2 separate regions of the Bombyx mori genome follow, and region 2 is linked to region 1. A link is a contact called in public Hi-C data. All regions are on one chromosome and are shown on one strand. Each heading gives the region's core, a stretch centred on a gene start, on an enhancer-like site or on the middle of the called end of the contact. The rest is flanking DNA. Distances are from core to core; before and after follow the strand shown.

Region 1 (5,186 bases), core at 1,255-3,754:
TGGGCAGGTCACATAGCGCGAAGATAGGACGGCCGATGGGGCAGAAAGTTCTTCTAGTGGAGACCACGTACTGGCAAGCGCAATGTGGGACAACCACCTACCAGAGGACCGACGACCTGGTGAAAATTACTGGGTCATGTTGGATGCAGGTGGCAACGGACCGGCCGCACTGGACATCAGTCGGAGAGCCTATGTTCAGCAGTGGACAGTAGACAGGCTGAGATGATGATGATGGTGATGATGACGATGACGATGACGCTGACGATGATGATGATGATGATGATAAATTAGTGCCTTATATTCCACAGTCGGACCAGTTGCCCAGGCCACTGCTCGACAAGGACCGGTCTGCTCTCGACAAAGTGGTGGACTATCTTCTCAAGGACGGACCGAATCATCGGATGGCGCTGATATGCAGGGAATGCTTCTCGCACAACGGTAAGGGGACATTGAAAATTAAATAAATAATATTATAGTTTAAAAAAAACTAACAAAATACGCTTTTATAGAAAATCCAAATAGACAATCAAATTTTAATAAATTTGAATTAAAAATAGTGTAAGAAAAAATGATTTGGGTGCATGGTATCAGTAGTTATAAATATTTTATGAACAGATATGAGTAGAAGGGTTATTTTGATAATATCCTGAAAAGCACCCCACGCTTTTTTTTACAATAAAAATAATTTTTTCTTACACTATTTTGAATTCAAATTTATTAAAATTTATTTTCTATTTTTTAGTTGGATTTTCTATAAAAGGAGCCTACCTATTTTGTTAGTTTTTTTAAGCTATTATTTATTTTCTATAGACATTTCATTAATATCCTTGAGAGCACGAGTAGCTGGGCCGAAAATGGCCCGTGTCCTTTAATTGAAGTTCAATTGTAAACATCGAACTGTTGATGCTGATACCAAATAAAACGAACTTTTGATTATAAAGATAAATTTCGCGTATTAAGCGGAATGTCGTTTAAAACAAATTTTCCTTTCAGTCCTCGATATATCGCACCTTTAGAATTATAGAGACTTATATCGAAATTTTTGGATATCGACTTTAATAAAAAAAATTAATTAGAACGACCGCTTGCAGCGACTCTTGTAGTGGACTGTATGATTAGGATGGGCAAGGAACTTGATAAATAAACTCGCGAGGATTGCACGTATAAAATTTGTGTATTTTTAGAATTTTATAAATCGCGTACAATAGCACGGATGAAAAGAGAATTACAAAACTAAGACATTCCAAAATTCAAAATTCAAATGTAATGTATGTAACCACAATAATAAAAAAGGTTTCATACCAATTTGTTGGGTTTCCAACAACTCTTAATATTGAAATGAACAAAAGTAGCTTAGTAGATAGAGACAAACTTATCTATCGGTCTCTTTCACTACGACTTTTCGGTTTGAAATTTTTATGTCGATGTTTTCCAAGAACACATTTTTTTGATTGGGTCTATATAATTCTAAAGGTGCGATATATGATACGATTTATGATATATTTAACGGTAGGCAGCGGCTTGGCTTTGCCCCTGGCATTGCTGGAGTCCATGGGCGACGGTAACCACTCACCATCAGGTGGGCCGTATGCTCCTCTACCTACACGGGAAATAAAAAAAATGAAAAAAAATAACGATTGAAATGGGACCACATGGGAAGCGTCAGATTTCTAATAAAAAAAACAAAATGTGTGCAATTCACACGTGGTAGAAGTGAAACCTTCAAAAATTAAAATACAATTATCCTAAATGTCTAAGTACATATATGTAAAATTTTGTCATTAGTAAATAATTGTAAATCAACTTTTATAGTATGAGGTAGCGCCCTCTGTGAATTGATATTTTAACTTTACGTATAATCCTAAATTGAAATTCCCTACAAGAGGTTTCATACACACGTTAGTATTAAAAAAAATTCATAGATGGCGCTGTATTAAAAGTAATTAACTAGTGAACGAATACACAAACCAAATTAGCGTGTATTATTTCTCGATATCCCTTATTCTCTCTCTCGTTCAATCTTTTTCACTATAGCTCTCTCCCACCTCTCGCTCCATGGCACTGTGCGTGATACGACGTTCGCTCTGTCTCACTTTTTCTCTCGATCTTTCTCACTTGCTTGCTCCCAACTCTCACTCCATGGCTAGTTGCTTCATGCTACGTTCGCCCTGTCTTACTCTCTCTCAATCGGTCTCGATCGCTCTCTCTCTCTTTTTCGATACTTCCGTTGCATACCTGCGTGACGTTACATCTGTAAAAAATTTACCCTCATGCGCTTAAAGAAGTTTCACTTCAAAATCATCAAAATCGTTTCACCCAGTCAAAAGTTATGAGGTAACGAACAAACAGAAAAACATAGTCGAATTGAGAACCTCCATCTTTTTTTAAGTCGGTTAAAACACTTTTCTTGGGTTGGGTTGGCATATGCGCTATGTACACGCGAATCGGTTGTTATTGCTGAGTAGCCGGCAACAGTACTGAGAAGCTCTATACCTACCCGTGTCAGGCATGGCGATGGCCGAAGAGTACGAGTACGTGTCGTACGTGTGCGCGTACTGCGGGCGTCTCAACCCGGCGCGGAAGCAGAGGCCGGCCGCGCCGCTGCTGAGCCCGAAGGCGCTGCCGCCGGCCGTAAGGAGGATGCACGGTCAGTTCATTCATTATATATGTAATGGTGGTAGGACCTCTTGTGAGTCCGCACGGGTAGTATGTATGTAATATATTTATTCATAAAAAGTTACACTTACATTCAAAACATGCACCACAAAACTGCTTACGCAGTTTGACTGCAGGTGAGTTACCTGCAGTCAAACTGCTTTATACAAACATAGCGTATAAACCATTCAACTAAGTTATACTATAATAACACAATTAATTTACGGAAATGGTTACAACGTATTTAACAAATGTTTTTTTTAATAAGCTTTTAAATTTAGCAAGTATAGGCTCACGTCTTATGTCCTCGGGTAAACTATTGAGTAAGTATGGAGCACGTTTTTTTAACGTTCTATCTTCATAGTAATTTTGTATCATGGGTATTTCAAATTTTCCTTTGGACATTGACCTTGTGCCAGTTTTATGTTGCACCAAGTTAGTTAAACGATCCTGTTTACTATGATTGTTTACAAGTAGAAGATATTTATGTTTCAGGCTAGCCGGTAAAATTTTACATATTTTATAGAGTTTTAGAGTAATCTCCTTTACATTGATTCTTTGTCTTTTTATTTACGAGTAATTTTAAAAATCTTGTTGGCAATGATTCTATTTTATCTATGTATGTTTTAAATGTTAATCCATAGCAATCAAGAGCGTAACTTATTATGGAATCCACTAGTGCAAAATATAAACATTTTAGTATTGGCAATGAAACTTTAATACTTAAATAATAAAACTTACCACCGCTTTAAAAGGTACCACCACCCTACCTATTTCTGCCGTGAAGCAGTAATGCGTTTCGGTTCGAAGGGTGGGGCAGCCGTTGTAACTATACTTGAGACCTTAGAACTTATATTTCAATTTCGTTGTAGATGTCTATGGGCTCCAGTAACCGCTTAACACCAGGTGGGCTGTGCGCTCGTCCACCCATATAAGCGATAAAAAAAATCAGGGCTCTGTCGGATACGATCAACGTTCATTCGAATGAATTGAAGTACTGTTTAGTTTTGTCATAGTACCGTCCTCGAACGATAGATGGCGCGCATCGCAACTAATTAAACTTCAGAGAATTATGAAATATAAAATGATTTCTTTCTTTACGACAGGTGGAAGTGACGATTCTTCGGTAGCCAGTTCCGGAAGTGAAAGCGAAGACGAGAAGAATGGAGGAAATCATTGTAATAATTTTGAGAGTGAGTATAATTGCGTACTTTACCTTACATCATCAGCACTCGCGATTGGCGGTCCTGCCTATTCCTACTGCTTAGTTAGGCAACAGAGAGTCGGTAGCCCTCATTCCTAAAGCATTTCGTGGCGTATGACGTAATTGGAGGCTAAAACATAATACTAAGTAAGTAACAGTTTAACTATAGAAGCTTTTACTGGTGGTAGGACGTTTTGTGAGTCCGCACGGGTAGGTACCACCATCCTACCTATTTCTGTGAAGCAGTAATGCGTTTCGGCTTGAAGGGGGCGACAGCGGTGGTAACTATACTGAGACCTTAGAACTCATATCTAAACGTGGGTGGCGGCATTTACGTTGTAGAGGGCTATGGGTTCCGGTAACCACTTAACACCAGGTGGGCTGTGAGCTCGTCCACCAACCTATGCAATAAAAAAAAAGTTTCGACCATTGTATGTTATATTTACTATAGGAATAGCGAATCCGTGACTGTGGTGATAGAAAAAACACAGGTTTGCGTTTCGACATCTAACTATAAAAATGTATGAAAACGGTTATTTAACAAATATAAGTTGGTCTTCGGTCGACTTCAGTGTATATTGTAGACGAGTGGAAAACGTTTCTGAAAGCGGGTAGACAGATTTTATATTTCGGACATCCTACCCGCAGTCTCCAGTCGACGCTTGATCATGGCGCTGGCAACACGTCGAATTGTCGGGAACAAATTAAGACTATAAATCTGTGATTACAACTAGTTGTATAAAAAAAGATGCATCGTGAAGCCCACTGAGTTTCTCGCCGGATCTTGTCAGTGGGTCGCGATTCTGTTCCAGTGGTAGATTCTGCGAAGCACTGCTATCGCTAGGGTTAGTATTAGCAAATTCTGTCAAGTTGAGCCCGTGAGCTCACCTACTCGTTCTCGTGATGGTCGAATAGCCCCTTAGGCTATAACGTAGGAAAAAAAAAACTGGCATCTTCTACAGTCAGACAGTAATAGTGATTAAATGATCTATATATTAATATCCTGTATAAATCATTTTAGACTCTATCGCTTGAGGTCTCGATTCAAAACCTTATATCTCAAGGTGCCTAGTATCAAGCGATTTGTAAACTTTTCAGCCAATTTAAATGGATTAAAATAACAGTTTCAATATATATTATATTATTTATTAGGCACAATTATTTTTTCCAGAATCGATGAGCGAGTCGGATCGTCCCCCCTCCCCGGTTGAGGCGGACCCGAAATCCGACGAAGAAAAAAAAGAAGACTGAATCTAATTAAAGTATCAAGACTATTCTCATATTTATTCTACGTTTGTCCCTGTCTTGTGTGAGTTTACATTAGATA
Region 2 (5,186 bases), core at 1,351-3,850, 42 kb after region 1:
ATACTTGAGACCTTAGAACTTATATCTCAAAGGTGGGTGGCGCATTTACGTTGTGGATGTCTATAGGCTCCAGTAACCACTTAACACCAGGTGGGCTGTGAGCTCGTCCACCCATCTAAGCAATAAATAAAAAAAACTGATATCGACTATAAAAGCGTTGCAGAGATGGCTCACAGTCACCGGTCATCGTTCTAGTCGAACCCGTCGCTTGCGACGAAGGGCTCGACGATTAAATTAACCCTCAGACACAGCCCACTGAGTTTCTCGCCGGATCTTCTCAGTGGGTCGCGTTTCCGATCCGGTGGTAGATTCTGCGAAGCACGGCTCTTGCTAGGGCTCGTGTTAGCAACGCTGTCAGGTTTGAGCCCCGCTCACCTACTAGTTAAGGTTCCGCTGATATAGCCTCTCAAGGGTATCAGCTTAGGTAGGAAAAAAAAAACAGTCAGTAAGTAATCGGAACTACTCGAAGCGAAACAGCGAACGGATCACCTGAAGCGAAGCGGAACAAGCGAGTTGAGAGATTTAAAGTGTTTCAAGTGTTCTAAGTGTTGAATACAGTTTTTAGTTGTACTTTGCTGGAATTTTATTTATCCCAAACCCCAGCGCGTAACAGTATATTAAAATATAGTATAAATATATAAATAATTAATGTATGTATGTCATTTGTGGTTGTGTAGAATCGGAGCAGCTCGCATATTCAGTCCGGGAGTACATAACTTTCGAGGAGTGGCCGGCGCCGCGGGGGCTGCGCGTCCGGGACCGCGCGTCCGCCGTCTGCGTGCGCTCGCACTGCACTGACGCAGGTAACGCACGCGCGTACTCGAGGGACGGGTTGGGGGGTGGCAACCACATTCAAACACGGGCACAGGTCTTTATTGTTTAGATGGGTAGACGAGCTCACAGTCCACCTGGTGTTAAGTTGTTACTGGAGCCCATAGACATGTACAACGTAAATCCGCCATTCACCTTGAGATATAAGTTTAAAGATCTCAGTATAGTTACAACGGCTGCCCCGCCCTTCAAACCGAAACACATTACTGATTCACGACAGAAATAGGCCGGGCGGTGGTACCTACTTGTGCGGACTCACAAGAGGTCCTACCACCAGTAAAGTACACTAGCACCTACGCGTGCTTATACACATATATATTTTGTGACTCCAAACTAGGATTCCCTATGCTGTAAAGGAATCAGAGACTGACATAAATATATACATTTAAACACAATTTCACAAATATATATTAAAAATCCGTAGAAAAAGCAAACAAATTTGTTCATCACACGAATGTTTGCCCTATCTGGGAAACGAAAACACCGCCCTTGGCTCAGCAATTAATGGCACTAATTAAGTCACCACCGAGTACTTTTAAAGATGAGGTTTAGTAAACAAAAGAAAAACTATACATAAAAACGCAACGAAGATTATAAACGTACCAATGTGCTTACTCCGAGTTTTTTTACGTTTTCGATACCGTAAAAGTTAAGTCGAATTTGTACGCTGTTGGAACGTTCGCCTACGTTTGCCGCTAGGGGCGCTGTTCCAACTGCATACACATTTGAGTTAACTTTTACGCTATCGAGAACGTTAAAAAACTCGCACTAAACACACAATCATACTCACAAACACGTCACTTGTAGTACGAAACGTGCCCGTGTGGGCTTTGGACCGTTCTAGCTCAAACGCGTCGCTTTCATTGATTTTGAACATTAATATACATAGGTTGGTATTAGTAGCGCCATCTGTCATCGAAAATCAAAACGACTAATGCCTACGGGAACGTTCGAGAAGTTTATTGCCATCTATTGTAAAACACGACCGCTACTATAGGAAATGTTCTCGAAAATCGTAGACATCTCGTGTCGACGACCAGATGACATTGAGTGATCAGTTCTACTGGTGGTAGGACCTCTTGTGTGTCCGCGCGGGTAGGTACCATCATCCTGCACCCTGTTGTAACTATACTGAGATCTTAGAACTTATATCTCAAGGTGGGTGGCGCATTTACGCCGTAGATGTCTATGAGCTCCAGTAACCGCTTAACACTAGGTGGGCTGTGAGCTCGTCCACCCATCTAAGCAATAAAAAAAAAACTCGATACTAAAGAGCGAACTTGTGAGTGTTATAATAATAAAATTGAATTTGAATTTTTATATCGGTTTTATTTCAGGGCTAGTCATAGACGGCAGTGTATCCTTCCCGTTCAACGACGGTACTGAGGCTCTCCTGGAGATCCACCCGGAGGACTCCCTTATGACCGTGCAAATGGACGACGCTTTACCGTATTGAACTAGTTCAATGAAAAAACAACTGTATTTAGATCAATATAGAATCTAAAATAATAATTCAATAATAACGGCTGAATAAAATATAATATATTTCCTGTGAACAGTGAACGTTTTGTTGGATTAAAGATTAGATCGAAGAATGTAAGGGACGTAAAAAAAAATATTTTAATAAAATAAACTAAATGTCGTGTCGTGTCGTGTCGTACGGTATAAATGTCGGGTGTTAGAGCGAATATAGCTTTAGCTTAAATCGTCTGAGACACACAGCCTAGCGTTGTATGAAGGCTGTCAAATGTTCTGTCAATGTCACTTATTTGTAGTAGTAGTTCTATTTTTCCGACTGGAAAGTCGAAGATGTCACACTATACAGCCTAATCGTTTGTATACTCTGCTATATAAAAAAAAAATTGTGTTTAAAATGTTATGAGTGGATGAAGTTGTGTGTATTTGAGACTGTATAGGATGAAATAAAATATCAGTAAAATTGTGTTTATTTATAAATACTTGTGGACTTTTTGGAAGAACCCGAGGAGCTACGTCCAGCGACTGTTTCATTTTCCCACATTTATGCACTTTCACCGACTCCTAACGGTTAATAAACCAACGTTATTAAACATTTAAACCCGAAGAAACACAATACTAACAAAACAAATGAATTCATACGACTTGGCAACCTGTGTTCATTCCCGTCAAAAGGTGACGCTTATTTGACAAATGAAAATCTGTACAAATAAAATAGTTCTAATATGATGACTTTTTGGCGGGAACGCGTTGAGTGAAGTTGTGTGATTTGTTTTATTTTGTCTATTTAGTGTTTCTTCAGGTTTAAATGTGTAATAACGGTGATTTATGAACTGTTTAATATCTGTGAAAGTGCACAAATGTGCGAAAATGAAACAAAACCGCTGGACGTAACTTCTCGAGATCCTCGAAAAAGTCTCAGTAAATGACCACCATTTTACTAGATTATATTTCATCTCATATCATATCATCTATTTTCATTTCATTTCATGCCATGTTTCATATTAATCAACTTCTTTTCATTTTATAATATCATTTTTCATATAATAAAATATATATAAAAGATTAAGGCTGTATGATATGATACCTTTGCCTTTCCAGTTGGAAAAATAGAACTACTACTATATAATATTATTATAACATTTTAGTTTAGGCAGTAAATATGTTAATAATTAAATAGTATTTTTAAGGTGTTGTAACAAAATGTGTAAGTTTTTTATATCTAAGTAGATTTTGTTTTGGCTTAGCATCAATCAATGGCCAGTAAGACTGAGATATATATATTTATTATGGTTGAATGTTTTTGTTTGTTTGGTTTTTGTGTTCCGTTCATTTCTAAACACGTCTAGAATTCGATTTTGAGATTTAGTGAAAATAAATATGGAATTTAATTAAAAATGTTACGCAAAAGTCAATCACTACATTATACTGAGTGTATTTATTGTGTTAGAAAAGAACATACTGTGAATAATAATGACGATATGTGAGTCGTCTATTATCAAAGGTGGCAATCTGTGCATTTGGACAAAAAAATGTTATTGATATGTCAATACAGATTGATTTGAATATAATCGTCTCCTTCAAAGAATACGGTTCAAAACCTGCATTAAATAAAGGTTAATAGTTAACCTGTTATTTATCTAAGATGTCGTTCAGAAGAGTTTTGTGACTGCCAATGGAATACAAAGTCAATAATTCGATTTTCTGATTTACCAATAATTGTCCAAAAGTCACATTGCCGGCTTTGATAATAGTCGACTCATGTGCAATGAAAAAAAATTATGAATAACAATTTATTTCGCAATTAGTCGGCATTGTGTTACGCTCTCTGGGAAAATGTATTAAGGGGGTATGTTTGCAATTAATAGAAATCAAACCCGCAAAATTATAATTTGCGTAATTACCGGTGGTAGGACCTCTTGTGAGTCCGCACGGGTAGGTATCACCGCCCTGCCTATTCCTGCCGTGGAGCAGTAATGCGTTTCGGTTTGAAGGGCGGGGCAGCCGTTGTAACTATACTGAGATCTTAGAACTTATATCTCAAGGTGGGTGGCGCATTTACGTTGTAAATGTCTATGGGCTCCAGTAACCACTTAACACCAGGTGGGCTGTAAGCTCGTCCACCCATCTAAGCAATAAAAAATAAAAAAATTACCTAGCAACACCCGTGTGCATTAATGTTGCCATATGAGAAATTAAAATACAAAATTATTAATGTGTTCGAATTAGCTTTTTTTTACGATTGAAGAATTACTGGTGGCACGGAGGCCTTTCCAGTTTCACGAGGACAGCTGGGCGAGCAAAGGCTCAGCCAGGAGGGCTGGGATTTGCTAACAGCTGCCCGAGCGCCTCCGAAGGAGACCTAAAAATACAAGAGCAGCTGTTTCGCGAATCAATCTACTACCGGATCGGAAACGCGACCCGCTGAGAAGATCCGGCGAGAAACTCAGTGGGCTTGTGTCGTTGATTCAAATGTTACAGTATTCGAAACAAAGTGATGACAAATAAAAAAAGCGAAAATAAACCGTAAAAGAAGTTTTAATCATTTAAAAAAAAAAGGTATAAATATGTAGTTTTACGTAGTTTGAAGGGCGGGGCAGCCGTTGTAACTATACTGAGATCTTAGAACTTATATCTCAAGGTGGGTGGTGCATTTACGTCGTAGATGTCTATGGGCTCCAGTTACCATTTAACACCGGGTCGGCTGTGAGCTCGTCCACTCATCTAAGAAAAAAAAAACCTATTCGTGTAAGTGTAAAATTTTGTAAAATTTAATTTAAGAGATAGCACAATATAATATTATGTTTTATTACAGTTTAGTTTGTCTTAGATTTAGAATGGCCTATTATTATTCCAATATTATTTTATGGTAATTTAAC

What was found. Hi-C and Micro-C count contacts between places; a contact is called where the count stands out from the background.
Region 2: a Hi-C map of midgut shows a contact between it and region 1, with 2.5 times the contacts expected there. The contact joins two enhancer-like sites. A contact is called at or near these places in 2 of 7 Hi-C or Micro-C datasets (midgut and whole pupa).

Annotation. Positions count from the first base shown.
Region 1 is chr2:4,211,972-4,217,157 of ASM3026992v2, forward strand. It overlaps LOC101741327 (endoplasmic reticulum junction formation protein lunapark-B), which reads left to right. Exons shown (of 10, transcript XM_062673122.1): 7 at 309-438; 8 at 2,507-2,647; 9 at 3,762-3,848; 10 at 5,031-5,186. The coding sequence ends at 5,110. Among protein-coding and RNA genes, the nearest start is that of LOC101746269, 9.3 kb to the right of the region's middle. Within about 2 kb of position 2,505, at least 4 of the 8 cell types and tissues checked have open chromatin away from gene starts, as enhancers often do.
Region 2 is chr2:4,253,826-4,259,011 of ASM3026992v2, forward strand. It overlaps LOC101746269 (NAD kinase 2, mitochondrial), which reads left to right. Exons shown (of 11, transcript XM_038016794.2): 10 at 678-803; 11 at 2,169-5,186. The coding sequence ends at 2,287. Among protein-coding and RNA genes, the nearest start is that of LOC101746269, 33 kb to the left of the region's middle. Within about 2 kb of position 2,601, at least 3 of the 8 cell types and tissues checked have open chromatin away from gene starts, as enhancers often do.